Linked DNA regions of Sus scrofa: regions 1 and 2 are each linked to region 3. A link is a contact called in public HiChIP or PLAC-seq data. All regions are on one chromosome and are shown on one strand. Each heading gives the region's core, a stretch centred on a gene start, on an enhancer-like site or on the middle of the called end of the contact. The rest is flanking DNA. Distances are from core to core; before and after follow the strand shown. Region 1 overlaps RASSF3 (ras association domain-containing protein 3). Region 2 overlaps RASSF3 (ras association domain-containing protein 3). Region 3 overlaps RASSF3 (ras association domain-containing protein 3).

Region 1 (3,153 bases), core at 11-2,510, 86 kb after region 3:
CCTGTCACCTGGACAGGGGCATATATTGTCTTCAGCTCCATCAGGAAATCTGTGCTCTTTGCATTTAAAAAAAGGATCTGTAGTTTTATCTCTTAAAGAGGTCTGTGATGCAGACAAAACAGAACACCACCACACATGCGCAGGAGTGGGGCAGGGAGTGAGACAAACTTGACTAGGCTACCAGCCAAGAAAAGGCAGGAAGGCAGGGACCACAGTGATCTCTCCTGGCTTTAAGTGCCTGGGACAGAGGCGGGTAACAGTAGGAGAACAATAGTTGTTGAGTAATGGGTTGTATTATATTTTCATTACATTCTATGAAGTTTATATGGTTTTGCACATTTTAAAGAGAAGGAAACCGAGACTCCGATTAGATATCTTTGCCTCTGGTCACACAGCTAGAATGGGGTAGAGCTGTGATTTAGACCTAAGTACGCCTAAGCTGCAGACCACATGCCCCCACTAGGCTCAAACAGCAGGAGCCATAGTCACCCCCCCATGTTATTCTCAGATGCTTTCTATTTGTTTGTTTATTCTTATATTTCTAACATGGCATTTTTTATTTTTAGATATTTTACGTTTTAATTCAGAATTTAAAAATACGCAGTTTAACATAGTTAGCAAAGTTGGACAAGTCAAATTTATATTATTTACAGATGGCCTTTTCTAAGCCTAGTTTGCTGGATTTTCCCTTTTTTTGTATTTATAAAAAATTTTTTTTGATCTTTTTGTCTCTTTCAGGCCACATCCATGGCATATGGAGGTTCCCAGGCTAGGAGTCAAATCTTGGAGCTGTAGCTGCCGGCTGACGCCACAGCAAAACGCCAGATCTGAACCACCTCTGTGACCTACACCACAGCTCATGGCAACACCTGATCCTTAACCTGCTGAGCGAGGCCAGGGATCGAACCTGCAACCTCATGGTTCCTGGTTGGATTTGTTTCCACTGTGCTGCAACGGGAACTCTTTTTTAAAATTTTTATTTATTTTTTAATACTGTGCTTTATACAGTGCTGTCAACTACATGTCAGTAAAACTGGAAGAAAAAACTAATTTGAATAACACGCAGAATTACAGAAAAGCTAGCATGGAGTACAGTGTCCAGGCCCTCCACCCAGGTCTGTAGGGGTCTGTATACCCCTGGACTGTCCCCTGGATGCTCCTTTCACATAGTCTGGGCTGTGCTGCCTGGGATTCCTGTGTGTCTGCGAGGGAGGGCGCGTCTCCTGAAAGTCACTGGGTGTAAAAACAGCAGTGTGACCCCACCCAGGAACTGAGGCAAAACCTGAGAGCAGCCCGCAGGGCGTGTGAGATGTAAACACCAGGGAGGTGTCCAAGCTTATAATTTTGCCTGGAAGAACTCTCCCTCTGAGAAACCCGAGGGCTGGGGGAACTGCAGAGCAAAGTGGCTTCTAAAGAAGGTGACCCGAAACTCCCCAAACAGACCCTCTCAGGCGTGGCCTCCTACCCTCCCCAGCTACCAGGGGCAATAACCCTTGCGTTCACAGCCTCCTGCTCTCAAGCCGTTCCCTCTCCTTGCTGTGCAGTTAACTGTGAATGTTTGCTTACCTGTATCTGTTCCACGCCCACCACACGGGGGTGCGTTTAGCCCTCTCTGGTTGTCACCTTGGTACTCACTGTGCCTGCTCCCCAGCTTCCCCGCCCCGGGTTCCCTGTTCTCCTCCTGCTCCTGCTGAGACAGCCCTATCCCCGAAGTCACTGTGTTGGGAGGAGAGGCAGGAGAGTTCTTTCCTGTGTGAGAGGAGAGGGGGGTCCCCTTTAAAGGGATAAGTAACTTGGACATTTTCCACATCAGGAGACTTTCTCCACTTCTGATGCGGAAAGAAACAGGTGTTCTCCACCCTGAGGCCTGAACTTGTGACTCCTGTGCCTTTTCTTCTGCTGCCAGACTCCTTCCAAGGGAGGAACCTTGATTAGTTATCATCTTGCAGGCTTTTTCCTTTGGCCTTCCTCACTCAAACTCCTCCTGTGCTGGGCAGGAAGCACCGGGAGGGCGGAGGTGGTAACTGGCGGCCCCACGCTGGGGCAAAACCCAGCCTTCAGCTTCTGCTCGGCAGGTACTTGCTGAAGGAATAGGCCTTGTCTATGGCCTTGGTGTATAATTGCTACCTCAGTTGACTTAAAAATACAAGGTCACATAATAGTAGGTCTGAGGTGGCAGCTACTTAAAGTAGGGTCTGAATTGCTGGACAGGAATTGAACATGGGCTGCAGCAGTGAAAGTGCTGAATCCTAACCACCAGACCTCCAGGGGGCTCCCAAGAATGTAGTTTTGTTGTTGTTGTTGTTTTGGTCTTTTTAGGGCCACATCCATGACACATGGAAGTTCCCAGGCTCCGGGTTAAATCAGAGCTGCAGCCACCGGCCTACACCACGGCCATAGCGACACCACGAGATCAGAGCCGCGTCTGTGACCTACACCACAGTTCATGGCAATGCCAGACCCTTAACCCACTGAGGGAGGCCAGGGATCAAACCCACTTCCTCATGGATGTCAATCAGTTTCGTTACCTCTGAGCCACTACAGGAACTCCAAGAGTGTAGATTTTAAAGTTCTCATCGTAAGAGGAAAAAAAAAACAAAACAAAATGGTGTGATGATGGGTATTAACTAAATCTACTGTGGTGATTGTGTATGTGTGTGTGCAGGCATATGTGTGTAAGCAGTATGGTGTACACCTGAAACAAATACAGTTGTCATATGTTAGTTATATCTCAATTTAAAAATATAATGGTATAAAAATATTGAATCACTATGTTATATACCTGGAACTAATACAATGTTGTAAGTCACTTATACTTCAATTAAAAAAATATATTGGGAAACCCTTTAGGTTTTAGCTACTCATTTGGGATTTTCCTTCCAATTGATCCTTTTTTTTTTTTTAATTCGAAAGCTTTTTTTTTTTTTTTTTAAAGGGCCGCACCTGCGGCATATGGAGGTTCCCAGGTTAGAGGTCTAATTGGAGCTACAGCCACAGGCCTACACCACAGCCACAGCAATGCCAGATCCGTGCTGCGTCTGCGACCTATACCACAGCTCCCCAAAATGCTAGATCCTTTAACCCACTGAGCAAGTCTGGGGATCAAACCCACACCTCATGGTTCCTAGTCGGGTTTGTTTCCACTGCGCCACA
Region 2 (3,485 bases), core at 279-2,778, 100 kb after region 3:
TGAAATTCCAAGGTGCTTCAGTTCTTTGCCTCTTCAGTGAACTGTGGCTTTTTTTTATTGCATTTCTTTGGTCCTTGTGGTGGCCCTTCTGACTTTTCAGAGAACACCCTTCTTGTTGGAGGCAGATGTAAGTGTCGCTTCTGCTTTGCCACATGCATTACTGAGACAATCATATCTTCCTGAGCTTTTTAAGGAAAGTTGGAAAGAAAAAAAAAAGTAGAACTAGCTATAAAATATGTATGGCACCTCTTGTTTAATTTTGCATGCAACTTCTTTTTCGTGCATTAATGAGGTTTTAGTGACATTGTCATCTAACACTTTACCTTCATTGTTCAGGGAATGCCTTCATGATTTTTGTACTGGTTTTACTATTCAGAGAATGGCTTGGGTGTGAGGATACTGTTATCAACCACCTGGTCTTTTAATTACCCATCCCAGTAAGCGCTTATTTTGTGAAGCCTTATGTTTCTCAGATTCAGACACTGTTAGAACCTTAATATAGTAGTTGATGGGTATCTGTGAATTTTTTTTTTTTTTTTTTTTTTTTACTTGAAGTAGATTGTCTAAATTAGGCATCCTCATCTGCATTATCCGGGACCTCGCTCACTGTCATGTGCACTACAAGTCGCAATTTGGAAAACTGTGTCGCAATCCTGTTGGTTCATGGTTCTTGAAGACCGACGGTCTTTCCCAAAACACTGGCGACTGCAGCAGCATTTTTAATGTGTAAAAGGCCACTGAGGCCAAAGATTTTTTTAAAATCATTGTACAAATTCTGATGTTAAACTATTAAGCTTTGCTGTAATACTGTTTTCTCTTCAATATGTGATGGTACAGGAACGAGGTTAAATGAAGGGGTCGTATTGCAGGGGAGCATTTTAAATCACAGAAGTAAAAAAATTATAATATTTATAATTTTGATGAATTTAAGTTTATTTTTATGGGGAAGAGTTTTCTTCTCTAAAATTGTTTCTGGAATGGCAAATTGTTTCCATTATTAAAAGTTGAAGTTGTTAATTGATGTTTGTGTGTTTTTATTTATGGTAATGCACCAGGTAAAGAAAGTCACAGGAGTGGGAGGAGCTACTTGTGCAGGTAACTGGGGACACAGGAACATGGGCCGGCACCTGACAACTTTCATTAGGCTTGAGTGGGGCACAGTTCTTCTCCCAAATGTCATTTTTCCTTTGCCTTATCCTCTGGGGAAAATAACCATAGGTGAGTGTCTGCCCACAGGAGACAATTATGACATATACATGCATTTGCAAGGGTATAAAGCATGAGAACCATGTAAAGAATTACTGTAAAGTGGCTGCCCTGTGACCACTACCCAAGTAGAACATTGGCCCTTCCTTAGAAATCCTCTTTCTCCACCACCCACTCCTGCTCTGAGGTCTCCCATTCTTAGAACAGACCACTTTCAACATTCAAGTATCTGCATTTTGTGGTCAATGTGACCCACCGGATGGGTATGGGTGCAGGACTGCTTCTCATAGGCCTCCAAGCCTGCTGAAGGCAAGTGTTTTTACTGCTGCACTGCCCCCTAGAGGTGCTAGTGAGGTAGTGAGGTAGGCGCATGGCTGTTACCAGTCCATGAAGGGGGAAAAAAAAACCCTTTCAAGTGCCACAGCTGCTTTATAAGTGAAAATGTTACAATAAAAATGATGGCTCTATGTAAAATCTTTTTTGCCAAAATATCCAGAAGAATCTAGTTTGCAAGTGTGGCCTGGGTTACTACTCATGATGCAGTGGAAATGTTTTGGAATTTTTATCTCCTAAAGGGAGTTCATTTCCTGCCCTAGGTTTCTTTTCAAAATTTCTCACCAGTTGATAATTAATTATATGAATGTCCTTCTGCTGCAAAATTAGTTTGCAAGAATTATACACTGTTTTGGGCCTCTGTCGGGTGATCCTAATAAGGAGTTTTGTGTTTTTGAAAGAAGAGAAAAGTCTGTATTCAGAGATTATCCTTGATTTACGATGGGGTTACATTCTAATACACCCATCATAAACTGGAAATATCCTAAGTCAAAAATGCATTCAAGGAGTTCCCTCGTGGCTCAGCAGGTTAAGGATCTAGTGTTGTCACTGCTGTGGCTCTGGTTACAGCTGTGTCGTGGGCTTGATCCTTGGCCTGGGAATTCCTACATGCTGCACTGTGGCAAAAAAAAAAAAAAAAAAGTATTCAATACACCTAACCTGTGGACCATCATTATTTCAGCCTCGTTTACCTTAAACCACCTAGAACACATGCATTAGCCTGCAGCTGGCAAAATCATCTGACAAAACCTATTTTAGAATACATTGTTGACTCTCATGTAATTTATTGAATACTGTACTGAAGGTGAAAAACAGAATGGTTGGGTACAGAATGGTTGTAAGTACATTGGTTGCTTACCTTTGTAAACAAAAAATATCACCAGCCTGGGAAAGGATTGCAATTCAAAATCCAATACACCTTCTAGTGAATGCATGTCAGTTGTCATACTATCATCAAGTCGAAAAGCTTCAAGTCAGACCATGGTAAGTCAAGGACCTTTTGTACAATGACAGCAAATTTAAACACAGTGATTACCATGTGCCAAGTATTATTCTAAAAAGCTTAATATGTATTAACCGCTTTTCGTCTCCATGAGAATAGGTATTGTCAACATCTATATTCTACAGATGAGGAAAATAGGTACTGAGGTCCAGCTGCTTGCCCACCATTCCTCTGAGTGTGAATGGTAAAGCCACCTGCCTGCCCACTATCTTTTCCCGTAAGCTCAACCCAGCTTTTTCAGTAGAACTGCCACTTAAAGGCCCATTAGGGAGTTCCCCTGTGGCCTAGTGGTTAAGGATCTGGTGTTGTCACTGCTCTGGCTTGGGTCATTGCTGTGGTGTGGATTCAATCCCTGGCCCAGGACCTTCAGCCAAAAGAAAAAAAAAAAGGCCCATTTGATTGCCTCCAGTGGGCAGTTCATCAGAACACAGGTCTCTTGTGGTGCCTTTGGGGTTTGTGGGAAATGGAAGGACAGGTTTGATGTCACGGTGCTTTATCGTCCGTTTTTGTTGTTGTTCATTTAGTGTTTCATTTAAGTGATACACTAAGTTACACAGGAGATGCCTACCTCTGTTTTCCATTACAGGTTCTGTTGAGTGAGAGAAGCTTACAGTTCAGGTAAATGAATGCCATGTTCTCAGTGCAGTCAGTGGGTAGTTCCTTGGAACCACTAGAAGCATTGCTTCAGAGAAAAGTCAGAAGTTCCCAGGAGCCAGCGAGTATTTGCAAAGGCTGGAGTTTTACTCCATCAAGAATGATCTTCTCAGAGTTCCCATCATGGCTCATAGGAAACGAACCTGACTAGTATCCACGAGGATGCAGGTTTGATCCCTCACCTTGCTCCTTGATCCGATGTTGCTGTGAGCCGTGGTACAAGTCACAGACGTGGCTCAGATCTGGTGTTGCTATGGCTGTGGTGTAGGCCAGCGGCTACAGCTCTGAT
Region 3 (3,203 bases), core at 282-2,781:
GCAATTTTTTTTTTTTTTCCTGTTAAAGAGAAGCTGAATAGGATTGCTCGTTTTTATCTGACGGGTTGTGGGCAAGCAATAGGGTGAAGATGCTGAAAGGAGTATGGTAGCCTTTAAACGACTTTTGGTAGTTTGGCTATTTCCAATGTGCTCCTGAAGGGAATCAGGATATGTTACCCCAAAATAGGGCACATGTAGATAAAATTTTTTTTTGAATGGAAGGCAACTGAGGAACGGCCAGCTCAGGGAAAGCTCTAAAACCAGAGTATAAACTTCCCTTTTGTAAAGGAAATTTACATTTTTATAAAGGAAATTTCCATTTGTAAAAGCATTTTCCTCTCCTTGGTATAAAGAGGAGAATGACTGGAGACTATCAGCTGAGATGACTTGAGTCTGCTTTACAAACCTTCCTAACAGCTGTTATTTACCATACATTTCCTGGTGACCTTCCTACAACCTTCCCCTCCTCCCTGCCTTAGCCTTATCTAACTAAACCCCCTTCACACTGATATAAAGATATTTAAGCCCTAGTCTCTCCATCTCTTTGGCTTTTCAGTTCTTTCCTGGAAACCTGCCTGATGTCTATGTAATAACTTTTTTTCTCCTGTTAATCTGTCTTTTGTCAGTTTAATTTGTAGGGCTCCAGATCTAAGAATACAGAAGACAAAATTTCTCACTCCCCCTATTACCTCCCCAGGTAGAATATACTTTCAGGACGTATAATGATTGTTTAAAACCCCGGAGAGAATCATGAGATATTTGTTGAAAGAAACATTAAATCATGGTTGTAGTAGCTTTAAAAAAAGTCCAGGAATTCCCGTCGTGGTGCAGCAGAAATGAATCCAACTAGGAACCATGAGGTTGCAGGTTCCATCCGTGGTCTCGCTCAGTGGGTCAAGGATCTGGCGTTGCCATGAGCTCTAGTGTAGCTCGCAGACGTGGCTCAGATCTTGCATTGCTGAGGCTGTGGTGCAGGTCGGCAGCTGTAGCTCCTATTCGACCCCTAGCCTGGGAACCTCCATATGCTGCAGGTGCAGCCCTAAAGAGCAAAAAAAAAAAAAGAAAGAAAAGAAAAGAGCCAAAAATCAGGGGTTCCAGCATTGCATTGCTGCAGTTGTGGCACAGGTTGAGTCTGCAGCCTGGATTTGATCCCTGGCCCAGAAACTTCCATATACCTCGAGTGTGGCCGAAAAAGAAAATAAACAAATAAATAAATAAATACGAAATCATGGTAAACTAGAAAACAGCTGGCAAAGTCAAAGATACATGATTGTCCTACATCTTGATGGGGTCATGCTGGGTCCCACCTTTGCATACGTTTTTTCCAACTTGTTGAACTGTCCTCATCACTTGCCTCTTTTGAGCTTAGCAGGAGACTGAATTTTGTTAGATTGTTTTTGACCAAGGCAGTCAATGATACAAAGTTCAAGGATTTGACAGTTAAGGTTTCCCAATGCCCCACCAGGGCTTATCCTCTCTGAGCTGCATGAAGCTCTCACAAAACCACAGGAAGTTTCACAAGAGGTGGCTGAGCTTGTTTGCCTGCTCTTCTCAGGTTAGTGTTACAACACAAGCCCCCTGCCCTGCCTCTCAACCCTCTCCTCTATGTCGGACCCAGGCTGGTAGTTCCCAAAGTCTTAGCAGTTAAGGTCTTAACTCCTTGGCTTATGTTTCAACACGTTCACCCCTCATCTCTCTGATCAACTTCTTTTCTCATCTTCAAGTATTTGATTAAGGTCACCCGCTTAAGTTTTTGCGGGTGACCTTCCTTCTCATCCCTGAACTTCCTACTCTCTTCTCTGCTTCTCTCTCTCCTTTATTTATTTTTTATTTTTTGGTGGCACCTGCAGCATGAGGAAGTTCGCAGACACACACCGCAGCAGCAACCTGAGCCGCTGTAGTGACAATATCAGATCTTTAACCCGCTGCACCGCCAGGGAACCCTCTTGTTTCTCTCCTTTATGACTCAGCACATCTCTTCACATTTTCAGATCTTTGGTTTATATTTTCACACATTCTTCCTGCATTTAATGATGGCCTTGGCACAGTCTGTCTATCATTATTACGTAATTGTTTCATGGGGCATGTTTTTCTCACCAATTGAAGTACAAGCTTTTGGAGGGCAGGGAACTTATCTAACATTTTCTTTTATATTTACCTGGTTTTCCTGGCACTGTGCACATAGTGAGGTCTGAATTTGTACTTAATATGGAAAGAATGGAGGTTACAGAGCACCAGAGGAGAACAGGAGAGCCGCTTTTATTCCCTCCAGAAATCTATCCTCACCAGCAATTCTCTTCTTTTATATGTACAGTTTATGCAGCCCTGTGTAAGCTGCTGGTAAGGCTCCCTCCACAGAAATTCCGAAGCCACCACTAGGTTTTTGTCTGTATTTAAGAAGGATCAATATCTCCCTGGAATACCTTTCCTTAACAACAAAAAGCATTAATGTTTACCCAAAGCAGTTGTCTTAAAGATTTCAAAGTCAGATATTTTGGGCTCTGGGTTACAAGTCTTATTTACTGAAAAACATTCATCAGACCTCTGTCTTGTATTTGTGATAAATATTCCATATTTATATGGGGGAGAATTTTCCTCTATCCCTCGGAAGTTCTCTTGGCTGGTCTAATAATCAAACTGACAGATTAGCAGGAGAAAAGCAAATTTAATTTCATACACATGGGAATCCCACCGTTCAAAGACAGAAGTGTAAAATTTTAGAGGTAAAACTAGAGACTGGGAAAGCAGCCTGCGTCTTCAAAGGGGAGGAGGGCAATTCATCAGACAATAAGAGCAGGGAAGTCCCATCATGGCTTGGCGGTGACAAACCCGACTAGTATCTGTGAGGATGAGGGTTGATCCCTGCTCTTGCTCAGTAGACCCATCATTGCCCTGAGCTGTGGTGTAGGTTGCAGTTGAGGCTTGCATCCTGTGTTGCTGTGGCTGTGGTGTAGGCCAGCAGCTACAGCTCTGATTCAACCCCTAGCCTGGGAACTTCCATATGCCCTGGGTATGGCCCTAAACAGGCAAAAAAAGAAGAGCAAAAATATGGTCATTGTGTGTTTGCCCTGCCATGCAGAGGGGTCACTTCAATATATTTATCTCATAATAATTCTCATTCTGGGAAAGGACCCCAATTTATTATTTTATTTTTATTAGAGTATATTTGATTTACAGTGTTGTGTCAATTTCTGCTGTACAGC

The links. HiChIP or PLAC-seq counts read pairs in DNA pulled down with a chosen protein or histone mark.
Region 1: an H3K27ac HiChIP or PLAC-seq map of alveolar macrophages shows a contact between it and region 3. The contact joins two enhancer-like sites. A contact is called at or near these places in 1 of 5 promoter capture datasets (liver), 17 of 47 Hi-C or Micro-C datasets (alveolar macrophages, blood, embryonic fibroblasts and 6 more) and 2 of 2 datasets of contacts at active chromatin or transcription factors (alveolar macrophages and skeletal muscle).
Region 2: an H3K27ac HiChIP or PLAC-seq map of alveolar macrophages shows a contact between it and region 3. The contact joins two enhancer-like sites. A contact is called at or near these places in 1 of 5 promoter capture datasets (liver), 17 of 47 Hi-C or Micro-C datasets (alveolar macrophages, blood, embryonic fibroblasts and 9 more) and 2 of 2 datasets of contacts at active chromatin or transcription factors (alveolar macrophages and skeletal muscle).

The regions. Positions count from the first base shown.
Region 1 is chr5:29,094,706-29,097,858 of Sscrofa11.1, forward strand. The region is part of intron 2 of RASSF3 (ras association domain-containing protein 3); the gene reads left to right. Among named protein-coding and RNA genes, the nearest start is that of GNS, 94 kb to the right of the region's middle. Within about 2 kb of position 1,261, at least 21 of the 83 cell types and tissues checked have an H3K27ac peak or open chromatin away from gene starts, as enhancers often do. A contact at or near this core is called in alveolar macrophages, where this site is marked.
Region 2 is chr5:29,112,878-29,116,362 of Sscrofa11.1, forward strand. RASSF3 (ras association domain-containing protein 3) reads left to right here. Exons shown (of 6, transcript XM_021091945.1): 6 at 1-1,017. Among named protein-coding and RNA genes, the nearest start is that of GNS, 76 kb to the right of the region's middle. Within about 2 kb of position 1,529, at least 5 of the 83 cell types and tissues checked have an H3K27ac peak or open chromatin away from gene starts, as enhancers often do. A contact at or near this core is called in alveolar macrophages, where this site is marked.
Region 3 is chr5:29,008,505-29,011,707 of Sscrofa11.1, forward strand. The region is part of intron 2 of RASSF3 (ras association domain-containing protein 3); the gene reads left to right. Among named protein-coding and RNA genes, the nearest start is that of RASSF3, 60 kb to the left of the region's middle. Within about 2 kb of position 1,532, at least 10 of the 83 cell types and tissues checked have an H3K27ac peak or open chromatin away from gene starts, as enhancers often do. A contact at or near this core is called in alveolar macrophages, where this site is marked.